Linked DNA regions of Mus musculus: regions 2 and 3 are each linked to region 1. Evidence: chromatin contacts called from public ChIA-PET and promoter capture Hi-C data. All regions are on one chromosome and are shown on one strand. The core of a region is the stretch at or near the end of the contact, and the rest is flanking DNA. Distances in the headings are between cores, read along the strand shown.

What was found. Promoter capture Hi-C pulls out the DNA fragments that hold promoters and counts their contacts. ChIA-PET counts read pairs in DNA pulled down with a chosen protein or histone mark.
Region 2: an RNA polymerase II ChIA-PET map of memory CD8 T cells shows a contact between it and region 1, with 20 read pairs. The contact joins the promoter of Sdhaf1 here to the promoter of Usf2 in region 1. A contact is called at or near these places in 5 of 115 datasets of contacts at active chromatin or transcription factors (T-cell acute lymphoblastic leukemia, bone marrow-derived macrophages, embryonic forebrain and 2 more) and 3 of 9 other capture datasets (embryonic stem cells, liver and pancreatic islet).
Region 3: a promoter capture Hi-C map of hippocampal neurons shows a contact between it and region 1, with 2.7 times the contacts expected there. The contact joins the enhancer-like site here to the promoter of Usf2 in region 1. A contact is called at or near these places in 10 of 39 promoter capture datasets (the 3T3-L1 cell line, 3T3-L1-derived adipocytes, embryonic stem cells and 6 more), 3 of 115 datasets of contacts at active chromatin or transcription factors (T-cell acute lymphoblastic leukemia, bone marrow-derived macrophages and pancreatic cancer cells) and 1 of 9 other capture datasets (adipose tissue).

The regions. Positions count from the first base shown.
Region 1 is chr7:30,955,034-30,958,607 of GRCm38.p6, reverse strand. Usf2 (upstream transcription factor 2) reads left to right here and starts at 1,805. Exons shown (of 10, transcript NM_011680.2): 1 at 1,805-1,912; 2 at 2,180-2,226; 3 at 2,341-2,459; 4 at 2,608-2,808; 5 at 3,168-3,318; 6 at 3,415-3,502. The coding sequence starts at 1,851. It overlaps Lsr (lipolysis stimulated lipoprotein receptor), which reads left to right. Exons shown (of 10, transcript NM_017405.2): 9 at 1-619; 10 at 707-838. The coding sequence ends at 742.
Region 2 is chr7:30,320,403-30,323,976 of GRCm38.p6, reverse strand. It overlaps Sdhaf1 (succinate dehydrogenase complex assembly factor 1), which reads left to right and starts at 1,602. Exons shown (of 1, transcript NM_001033140.3): 1 at 1,602-2,568. The coding sequence starts at 1,648. The coding sequence ends at 2,004.
Region 3 is chr7:30,346,454-30,350,027 of GRCm38.p6, reverse strand. It overlaps 4930479H17Rik (a long non-coding RNA gene), which reads left to right. Exons shown (of 3, transcript XR_881936.2): 2 at 2,163-2,683; 3 at 2,827-3,431. Among named protein-coding and RNA genes, the nearest start is that of 4930479H17Rik, 5.7 kb to the left of the region's middle. Within about 2 kb of position 2,022, at least 29 of the 459 cell types and tissues checked have an H3K27ac peak or open chromatin away from gene starts, as enhancers often do. A contact at or near this core is called in hippocampal neurons, where this site is marked.

The sequences.
Region 1 (3,574 bases), core at 556-3,055:
AACCTCCCTCCATGAAGATGACTGGCGATCTCGGCCTTCCAGGGCTCCTGCCCTCACACCCATCAGGGATGAGGAGTGGAATCGCCACTCCCCTCGGAGTCCCAGAACATGGGAGCAGGAACCCCTTCAAGAACAGCCAAGGGGTGGTTGGGGGTCTGGGCGGCCTCGGGCCCGCTCTGTGGATGCTCTAGATGACATCAACCGGCCTGGCTCCACTGAATCAGGAAGGTCTTCTCCCCCAAGTAGTGGACGGAGAGGGCGGGCCTATGCACCTCCGAGAAGTCGCAGCCGGGATGACCTCTATGACCCCGACGATCCTAGAGACTTGCCACATTCCCGAGATCCCCACTATTATGATGATTTGAGGTCTAGGGATCCACGTGCTGACCCCAGATCCCGTCAGCGATCCCACGATCCTCGGGATGCTGGCTTCAGGTCACGGGACCCTCAGTATGATGGGCGACTCTTAGAAGAGGCTTTAAAGAAAAAAGGGGCTGGGGAGAGAAGACGCGTTTACAGGGAGGAAGAAGAAGAAGAAGAGGAGGGCCACTATCCCCCAGCACCTCCGCCTTACTCTGAGACTGACTCGCAGGCCTCGAGGGAGCGGAGGATGAAAAAGGTGAGCCTAGACCCTTTGACTTCAGATCTTCAGGACGCCTCTTCCTCCAGCCCGTACAATTAACACTTTTTCTTTTCTCCTTTGCAGAATTTGGCCCTGAGTCGGGAAAGTTTAGTCGTCTGATCCCACGTTTTGTTATGTAGCTTTTATACTTTTTTAATTGGAATATTGATGAAACTCTTCACCAAGCCTAATAAAATTCCTGATCACAAGATCTAAGCCTCTTGTTTTGCTGCACGAGTTGAGAGGAGGGGGACCAGCAAAAGAAGCGGCCAGACAGGCCTTTAGCCTTCTTCATAGCCAGCCGCCTAGAGTACGTGCCCCTTGCCGCCTCCGCCCTGCCCCGCCCCGACGTGCGCATGCGCCTTCGGGAGCGCGCGAGCGCGCAACCCGGCTCCCCAACCTCCGGGCTCCTATACGACCTACTTTTACAGTCTTCAAACCCTGTGCCCCGGCGATCTGAGCCCCGCATCCGTGTTGCCGGCCTTCCAGCCGGGCCTGCGTTCCAACCGGTGGTGGTCCCGTGTAGAGTCCCCGGGCCTATGTGTGTGTACGCGCCCGGCCGTCACCAAAGACAGACAGCGCGCGCGTTCCCTAGGGCCTGCCCTCTCCCGCGCGCGCGCGCGCGCCCGCCCGCCCCGGGATCGCGCCGTCGCCGCCACCGCGCGCGCGCAGCTCCAGTAAAGGAGGAAAAAAAAAAAAAAAAGGAAAAAGAGAAGGGGGGGGGGTGATAGAAAGCGGCGGCAGCTGCAGCCACAATCCGCCGCCGCCGGACCGGGCTAGGCCGGGCGGCGGGCGCGGGAGCTGGCGATCTGGGCAACAGGGCGGCCGCCATCCGGGCAGGGCCCTGTTGAAAAAAAAAAAAAAAAAAAAAGCTCAAGTCGCGGCGGCGGCGGCGGCGAGCGCTCAGGGAAGCAGGCCCCAGGCCGCGTGCGGCGGGCCGGCGGGCGGGGGGCAGCTGAGCTGTGGCCCGGAGCCTCGCACCGCCCGGAGCCGGCGGCGGGCGGAGGCGGCAGGAGGAGGCGGCAGCTGCAGGAGTAGCGGCGGCGGCGGCGGCGGCGGCGGCGGCATCTCCTCCTCACATGACCCCACTGTTTGTCCCCGTGATCAGCGCAAGCGGCTCCCGTGTCTCCTCCGTCCCCTCCTGCCGCGCGGCGTGAGCGCCGGGCTCGGGCCCCCCCGGCCGCCCGCCCCCTCCCCTCCCTCCCCTCCCCTCCCCCCCGCCCCCCCCATGGACATGCTGGACCCGGGTCTGGATCCCGCTTCCTCGGCCACCGCTGCTGCCGCCGCCAGGTAAGCGCGCCGACAGCTCGCGCCCCTCCGCGCGCCCTGGGCCCCGGCCCCTCGAGCCCCGCGCGCAGGGGCCGCCATGATCCCGAGCGGCCTCTGGGCCCGGCTCAAAATGGAGGCCGCGGGGAGGGGATCCGGGCGGCCGGGGCTCGGCAGCGGTGCTGACCCTAGCGGGGGCCGGGCCTGGAGGGCGGGCGGCGGGCCGCTGCGCCCCGGCGAGGGGTGCGGGCCTCGCTGACCCCGGGCCCTGCCCCTGGTGTGCCCCCGCAGCCACGACAAGGGACCCGAGGCCGAGGAGGGCGTTGAGCTGCAGGAAGGTGAGTGTTTGCGGGGGCCACGGGGGCTGCGGCCCGCGCCGGGGTTGCAGGCCGGGGACGCCGGGAGGCCCCGCGCGCCCGCTGAGCGTGCCCCCTGCCCTGCTGCCCCCACAGGCGGGGACGGCCCGGGGGCTGAGGAGCAGACGGCGGTGGCCATCGCCAGTGTCCAGCAGGCGGCGTTCGGCGACCACAATATCCAGTACCAGTTCCGTACAGAGAGTAATGGAGGCCAGGTGAGGCGGCCGTGGGCCGGGAGCCCGGAGGGCCAGCGCCGGGGTGAGCTGAGGAAGGGCAGACGCGTGCGGCGGGACAGGGAGAGGCTCCGACCTGTCCCCCACTCGGGCCCCAGCGTCGGTCTCGTCGCTCTGCCGCCCCCTGCAGGTGACATACCGCGTAGTCCAGGTGACTGATGGTCAGCTGGACGGCCAGGGCGACGCGGCCGGCGCCGTCAGCGTCGTGTCCACCGCTGCCTTCGCGGGGGGGCAGCAGGCTGTGACCCAGGTGGGTGTGGACGGGGCAGCCCAGCGCCCCGGCCCTGCCGCTGCCTCTGTACCCACAGGTCCCGCAGCACCCTTCCCGCTGGTAGGTGGCCCGCGACTTATGGGGAGGGGCTGGGGAGGGGGAAGGCCCAGGGGGTGGGGTGTGTGACACACACATGATGTTCTCTGGGCTGGCCGGCTGTGTAAGGTCTGGTCAGAGTTTTGCACAGGCGTTGGATAGGGTCTTTTGGAGTTACTTTTCATTGCAAAACTGGAAAACTTCTTAGAGGAAAGAGTAGAGCTAATGATGGTTGAATGGTGTCAGAGACGAGATTCTGTACAGAATGGCACACACAGTAGGCTACGCCCTTGCCTCACCGTATAGTAAACAAACACCGATACCAGTAACAAAGATGGCATAGCAGGGGTGGCTAAGGATGGCCTATGTGTACTCCTCCCTAGGCTGTAATTCAAAATCCATTCAGCAATGGTGGCAGCCCGGCGGCCGAAGCTGTCAGCGGGGAGGCACGATTTGCTTATTTTCCAGCATCCAGTGTGGGCGATACCACAGCTGTGTCTGTTCAAACTACAGACCAGAGCCTACAGGCCGGAGGTAAGGGGAAGGAAGGGTTCTGAGGTAAAGCTAGGGAAACCATTTAAGCAGTTCCAGCTTGACCCATTACTGATGTTCGCTGCACATTCCCTGCAGGCCAGTTCTATGTCATGATGACACCCCAGGATGTGCTTCAGACAGGCACACAGAGGACAATTGCACCCCGGACACACCCCTATTCTCCGTATGTGCCAGTCCCATTGTTGGAGCCAGAGGGAAGGGAGGGTTTCAGGGCTGGTCAGCATACAGCAGGAGT
Region 2 (3,574 bases), core at 353-2,852, 630 kb after region 1:
GCACTGACCACTTCAGAATCTTTTTGCTGTTTTTGTTTTGAGGGAAGAGTATGGCTATGTATCCAGACTGGAATAACAGGTACAGCACCACAAGCTGGTTTTATTCAATGTCGGATCAAACCCAGGGTTTCATAAATGCTAAGCAAGCAAGCACTCTGGAATGGAAGATACATCTCTGGCCCTGTACAGCATAAATCATAGAAAACAAACAATTAAACATTAAAGTATGTAGAGTTGTTCCTGGCATAAAGTAAGAGTTCAGCAAACAACTTAGATGGAAAAATAATAAGACGGGGTTTGGGAGTTTGGGGGAGGGGTTGTTTTGTTTTGTGTTTCAAGACAGGGTTTTCCTGGCTGTCCTTGAACTCACTCTGTAGACCAGGCTAGCCTTGAACTCAGAGATGTCTGCCTCTGCCTCCCAGGTGTTGGGATTAAATGTCTGCACCACCAGGTAAAACAGATTATTATTAAGACATAGATAAGAAAGATGAGACAGATTCATTTAAGTTGTTTACTGAACATTGACTAAAACTCCAATCCCCTAAATTCCCTCCAGCTCACTAGCTTCCCTCCCCCAGATACTTACTCATTCCCACTATCCTGATATTCACACTGTTCTCTCTACACTCTCTCCTCCTTCTGTTTTCTCTGTTCACTATCTCCTGCTATTACGTTTTAAACCTGACAATAGTTCTGCTATACTGCCTCAACCTTCATTTTGTAGCTCATGACCTTAGTCTGACCTAATGTTCTTTGACTATAACATCATGTTGCTGTATGGAGCCTCGAGACCTATGGAAATTCCCTAGACTTCCTGCCTCTAGACCCAGCCAATCAGCTTAAAGGTCATACAGTACGGCTTTGTCTAGATAGCCAAATGCACCTGTTCGTGGGTTTTCCCATATAAAAACTGGCCCTGAAAACTGGCTAGGGTGTGCATCCCTGATTAATCAGTGTTGATATGTGTGTTCAGTAAACCGTTCCGATACCCTACTGACATTGGTGTCTCCCAGTGGTTTGTGTGGCTAATCCTTAACTTCAACAATATTCTCTCCCCTCTCGCAGACAGCCCTGGCTATGCAGTCTACTTCCTCTCTATTTTGGACTCTTCTAGATGCCTCTGGCTGTCCTCTCTCTCATATCTACAAACAAACAAAAAGTTTTCGCTTGGCCGTACCACGGAGCGGTCATGTCGTCAGTTTATGCACGTTCCAGCCCCCAAAATAGTAAAGATCTTTTTAAAAACTGCTCATCCCTTCCCAATATCCCTCTGCCTTCTGGTGAGCCCCGGGTTCGATCCCTTCGCTCTCAATCTTCCGAGGGCTCAGAACTATCTCCTCCTACACTCTTTCCAGAGTCTAACCGCTTAGGCCCTTCCCCATGCTTCCACTCAAGTTCAGAAATATCCAGGACTGTAAGGCACTCAAAAACTACTCTTTAGAGTGGCCCGGAGCACCAGAGACTCCGCCCACTTCCAGAGCCAGCCAAGATGTACTGCAGTACTGGCCAATCAGATGCGGCAGCGCCGGTGAGCAGGAGGCGGGACTTCTGGCAGACGTGCCAGTAGCCCTGCCCGTTAGCTTCTCAGCACTGTGTGTCGGGGCGGTCCTTCCGGCCAGTGTGGGGCCTCACCGCGACGCCGCGGTCATGAGCCGGCCCAGCCGGTTGCAGAGGCAAGTTCTGAGCCTGTACCGCGAGCTGCTGCGCGCCGGGCGCGGGACGCCGGGCGCCGAGGCGCGGGTGCGGGCCGAGTTCCGGCAGCACGCCAGCCTTCCGCGAACCGACGTGCTGCGTATCGAGTATCTGTATCGCCGGGGTCGGCGCCAGCTACAGCTGCTGCGTTCGGGCCACGCCACGGCCATGGGTACCTTCGTGCGCCCGCGGGGTCCGGCTGAAGAGCCCGGCGACGCGACAGCCCCGGGGACCAGGCTGGATGATGGTGGTGCCCCAAAGAATTCTTGTGAAGATACAGGGGCGCGGGAGACGCGATCCGATGGACGGTGACAGACAGACCTAGAGGAAGGTTCCTTCTGACAGTTTGGGGAGGATCGTGAACTCATCTAAATGGAAGCTGAGATGTCTTGAGAGATAACCGAATTTTCCCGATGCATAGTGAGAGATCAGACACTCCCTCACCAAGGAGGTTCCGGGCATTCTGTGGCACTGGCGGACTGCATAAGACATGCTGTGATACACCAACCCAAAGTCAAAGAGAGAGCACAGGCGCACTTTCTCCTCCCATCGGGGCCGTGGCACCTCTTGACAGACAGCTCTCTTGACTTCTTAAGAACACACCCACCTCCTCACTCCCCGCCCCTTGCTGTTTTTAACGTGGAGAAGACAGACTTTTTGCCGCGCTCGTTTAATAGAATACCCTGATGAACCGTGAGAAACTTGGCAGTCTGACTCGTTGTGAAGAACCGGGTTCATGAGGGAGATTACACTAGCTCATCTCAGCTGATGAGCCTGAGACTCTTGGAGAATCCCTAGTCCCTACTCCTGTTAGTCCTCAGGATTCTTGCATAAAGGAAATAAAAGTGAGGTGTGCTCACTTCCTTGTTGTCTTAACAATCTTGTTGATTCTTTTATTAGGGGTCTTTGCTTTTTCTTTTGAGACAGAGTCTTGTTATATAATATAGCCTAGGCTGGTCTCAGCATTCACCTCCTTCAGACTCAGCCTTCTAAACTCTGAGATTATAGGCATGTACGGCCATGCCAAGGTTGAAGAGGCAGGTGGGAGCAAAGGGGACCCAGCTAAGGCTTGGTGTGTGACAGAAAAAGATTCTGTGACACTTTTTACATAAGACTTTGACCTCACTTGCGTAACCCCATCACAGGAGGCTAGCTCTCTGCTCATCTCTCAGCTTCAGTTTTATTTAGCAAGGTGATCCTGGTTGCTTTAGTTTTTGTTCTTTTTAAGACATGGACTCACTTAACCCAGGCAGGCCTCAAACTGGTCATGTAAGGGATAATGGCCTGCAACTCCTCCCTTCTCCTCCAGATCACAGGCATGTTCTACCACAACATATGTTTGTTGTTTGTTCTGTTTGTGGCCTTGTGCTTGCCAAGCAAGTGCAATAACCACAAGGATTCACCTGCAGCCCCGAGGTGACCCTGTTAATCATGGTGCCATCTCAACTCCAGAGTTATGGAAGTAACTACAGAAGACCTACTGAACCTGTGCCCTTTACATACCCCAGCCTCCGTCTCTTCCTGGCTCCAGGGGCCTGAGCTACATAGAGTGACCTTGTCTCAAACAAAAAAAGAAGAAAGAAAAGGAGGGAAAAAGGGCCAGAGAGATGGTTCAGCGGATAAAGGAACTTGGTGACAAGTCTGACTAGCTGAGCTCAAATCCTAGGGACCGCACAGGAGAAGATGAGAACTAACAGCAATTTGTCTGATGTCCATCTGCCTGTGCACACACACATTGATAGAAAGATAAATGCATAGATAGATGTATTTAGGAAGACAGACCATAATGAGAGATTCCCTGACACACCCCTTAGCTCCAGGTTTGCACTAACTTATGTGGGCTCTTCTAGAAGCTACTGCCCCCCAGGCCTCTTCAGTCCCC
Region 3 (3,574 bases), core at 773-3,272, 610 kb after region 1:
GCCAGCCTGGGATACATCACAAGACCTTGTCTTTAAAAAAGCAAACAAAACCCTTCACTTTGGGGTATCTATGACCCCCGCCTTCCTCGAGTACCATCTCCAACATAACACTCCTTCAGTGTAGACAGAATACTAACCATTCCCAGGAAGCGAAGGCCCTCCCATCATGCCTTTCTTCCCACACCCCCTCATTTACCCTGCTTGGGATGACAAGCCTCCCGGGAAAGCGACACAGGAAGCTGTGGAAAGAAAGCTCCCTCTCTCTTTATGTCTTACCAACAACAAAGCTTCTAAGGAGAAGAGAGTTAGAATATGGGGGAGAAGGTGTTGAGAATCTGCCCCCCACCCTGTCTTTCCCAGCCCTCCTAGCTCCCCCTTCCAGCTACTCCCTTGTAGGAGCAGTCCTCGAGGGGACAGGAGAGGGGAGGCCAAAGCTATCCCTTGGAGGCCTCAGCGCCCCACCCTCCAGATCTCCTCATCCAGCCTTCCCAGTATTCTCTCCTGCTCTGTCTCCAGTCGCTCCTGCAGGCCAAACGGTAGGCCTCCAGGTCTCCTTCCCTAAACTTGGGCGTTCCCTAAAGTCTCCAGGTCCTCTTTCAGACGCAGCAGCGATCTCTACTCCCTTCCTCGGAACCCAGGCTTCCCACTGCGACCCTTCCTAGGGCCTCAGAACTTCTAGCCAAAAGCTTCTTCCTCCTCAGCAGGCTATGGAGGCTGTTCCTCTGTTCTAGAATGTTCTTCCGGTGTCGGCTTCCTCACTTGACCGCTTTGCCCCATTCTTCTGTTTACAGGAATATAGAGCCTCTGCTCCCTCCAAACACGATCAAACCAGTTCTCTATACTCAAAGACCCTTTTCTAGTCCTAATGTCTCTCAAATAAGCTCTCTCCTTCTCTCCTTCCCCACCAAGTCTCCTTCCCTTCCTTCCTGACTCTCTCCCCACTCGTCCCTCTCTGCCCTTCCCTCACATCCTCCTCTTCCTCCTCTCCCTCCTCCTTGTAATTCCTCAACATTCCCTCGTCATGTGCCTGTTCATCTCCAACATGTCTCACCTCCTCAACCAATCCCTCTTCCCCCCCTCTTCCGCCATCTGCCTCTAGTCTCTAACCCCACAATTCCAACCTGATGGTAACAGGTCAGACTGGAGCCACACATCCCTTGCTGCTTCAGGGAGCGTGATGAGGGCCAGGACCAAGCTTAAAGATGGTACACAAGTGACTTGTAGTATACACAGCTCCCCCTGGGTCCCGATAGGCAAGAGCCCCAGCCTACCTATCCTATCCATTTCTGGGAGTGTGCCCACAGGGAAGAGGGTCAAGAGGCCCTCTAATACTCGGTCATCGCTGCCTTCATACCTGCTCGAACACCTTGATGCTCTGGATTTCCCACAGACATGTGGATGTACAAAGACGATGGCTGGTGACCTCAGAGCCAAGGGTGGAAAGGCTGCCTGACATGGCTCAGTGAAAGTGGAATTTCTTTGGACGCGATTCTGGCTGGTTAGGACAAGATCTATTGACAGACTGTGCCAGTAGATACGACAAACTGGTTCTGGAAGCATAATAAGGCAGGCAGACCAGAAAAAGTAAGCCATCTCTCCCAGCTCTGTGAAGTGTGTGTGTGTGTGTGTGTGTGTGTGTGTGTAGCAGCTTTTTGAGATGAGGGAACCAGAGCCCACAGAAGTTAGGTGTATGGTTCAAGTTCCCATGGCTTGAAAAAGACAGTGGGGATTCAAACCTGGCGGAATGGCCTCCCAATTTACCCAACTATTCTGGTTCCCTCCTCTGCGCTCCGGGTTCACTCAGACTCAACAGCTGCGTTTGTGGGTTTCTAGGGCCGCCGCTTAATCACAGCTTTCTTGGAAAACGGGGGCGCTGAGAAACCCGACTTCCGGCTGTGTGTGTGTGTTGCCACCGCCCGAAGGGCCCCGATGGTGGTGCTACTGTCAGTACCAATGAGCCGGCGCCCAGTGCCCGAGGGCTGCTGAGGAATCCACGTGGGCGAGCCTGCCTGGACCCAACGCCGCGGCGCCACCTGCTGGGCGCTCGCGGTGATGCCGCGGCTACGGCCGGGCGACTCGCAGTCAGCTTTCTGGGGTAATGGGCCTCCTGCTGCACATAACCTGCCTGTCAGTATTCTTACATCTTGAACCCTTCCTTCCAGGAACGGCAGGTGTAGAGCAGAATGCGGGTGACCAATCAAGTTCCCATGATATGCCATTCATCCGGTGGCACTGATGATTGGACATTCTTGTCAGCAAGCAAGACACAAGGGTACCAACTACTGCTGCTCAAGGGTGGCAGGGACCGCCAGGGCCTGGAGAAGCGAGAAGACCTGTTGAGGATCAGGGTCGGGAAAAATTACAAAACTACATTCTATTCCTCATGAAGCCGCCCCGAGACCGTTTTTAAAATTCGAATCATGTCCCTTCTCTACTCAAAATCCCCCAGTGCAATCACCCCGCCTGCCAGCAGCGCCAGAGTCCTGACAGTGATTTATAAGTCCTACATGAGGGACTGGAGGTGGGGCGCACCCAGTTGATAGAGTGCTTGCCTAGGATGTACAAAGCCCTGGGTTTGATCCCCAGTACTTGCCTATTCTCTCAGCACTCTGGAAGTGGAAGCAGACACACAGAAGTTCATAGTGATGTGCGAGACAAGCATAACATCCTGTCTCAAAATCAAGTAGGTGAATTAAATTTAAAATTAGAGCCGGTGAGATGGCTCTTCATCTCACTGGTTGCTAAGCCTGACGACCTAAGTTCGAGTCCCCGGGACCCACTGAGCAGGAGAGCCTTGGCACCTACGAGTTGCCTTTTGCTGGGCAGGTCTGCAAGCTTTGGACCACCTCTTTGGCAGCAGTAGTGGCTGGGCGTGGTGATGGTGGTGTGTGCACACCTTGGTACTGCTGCGTCACAGGCCTATAAATAGGTGAGGCTTTATGGGCTAAGTGGTAAGTGCTTTTATATATAATGTATGCATGCACATTATGTAATATATTCCTCACAGTCAACCTGGAGGCAGGTCTTTTTATTATCCCAGTTTTATAGAGAAACCAATTGGAGGTCGAAGGCGCTAAATCATTGCCCAGAGCCACACTCAGAGCAGGTGGCTGCTTGTAACCAAAATTCTCCGGGGCTATTGGAAAGGAGCCGCTTTGCCTAAGCAGCACAAAGCTTTGCGCAGACTCTAAATGCGGTCGGGCGCTGGCCATGGTGCTGAACAGAATAGCCGCAGCTTCTCCGCTTGAGATTGTCAGGTAACCTTGGAATTAAGGAGCTCTTTCTCAACCATGGTGATGAAAGAAACGTGAAAGTGTGTTCGGAAAGAATCTATAGTTTCTCAGCAACGAAGACAGAAATTTTCCTGTCTCACAAATTCTGGGACCAAAGTATCTACTTTTTTGTTGTTGTTGTTGTTGTTGGTTTTTCGAGACAGGGTTTCTCTGTGTAGCCCTGGCTGTCCTGGAACTCACTTTGTAGACCAGGCCAGCCTCGAACTCAGAAATCCGCCTGCCTCTGCCTCCCAAGTGCTGGGATTAAAGGCGTACGCCACCACCACCCGGCTCGAAGTATC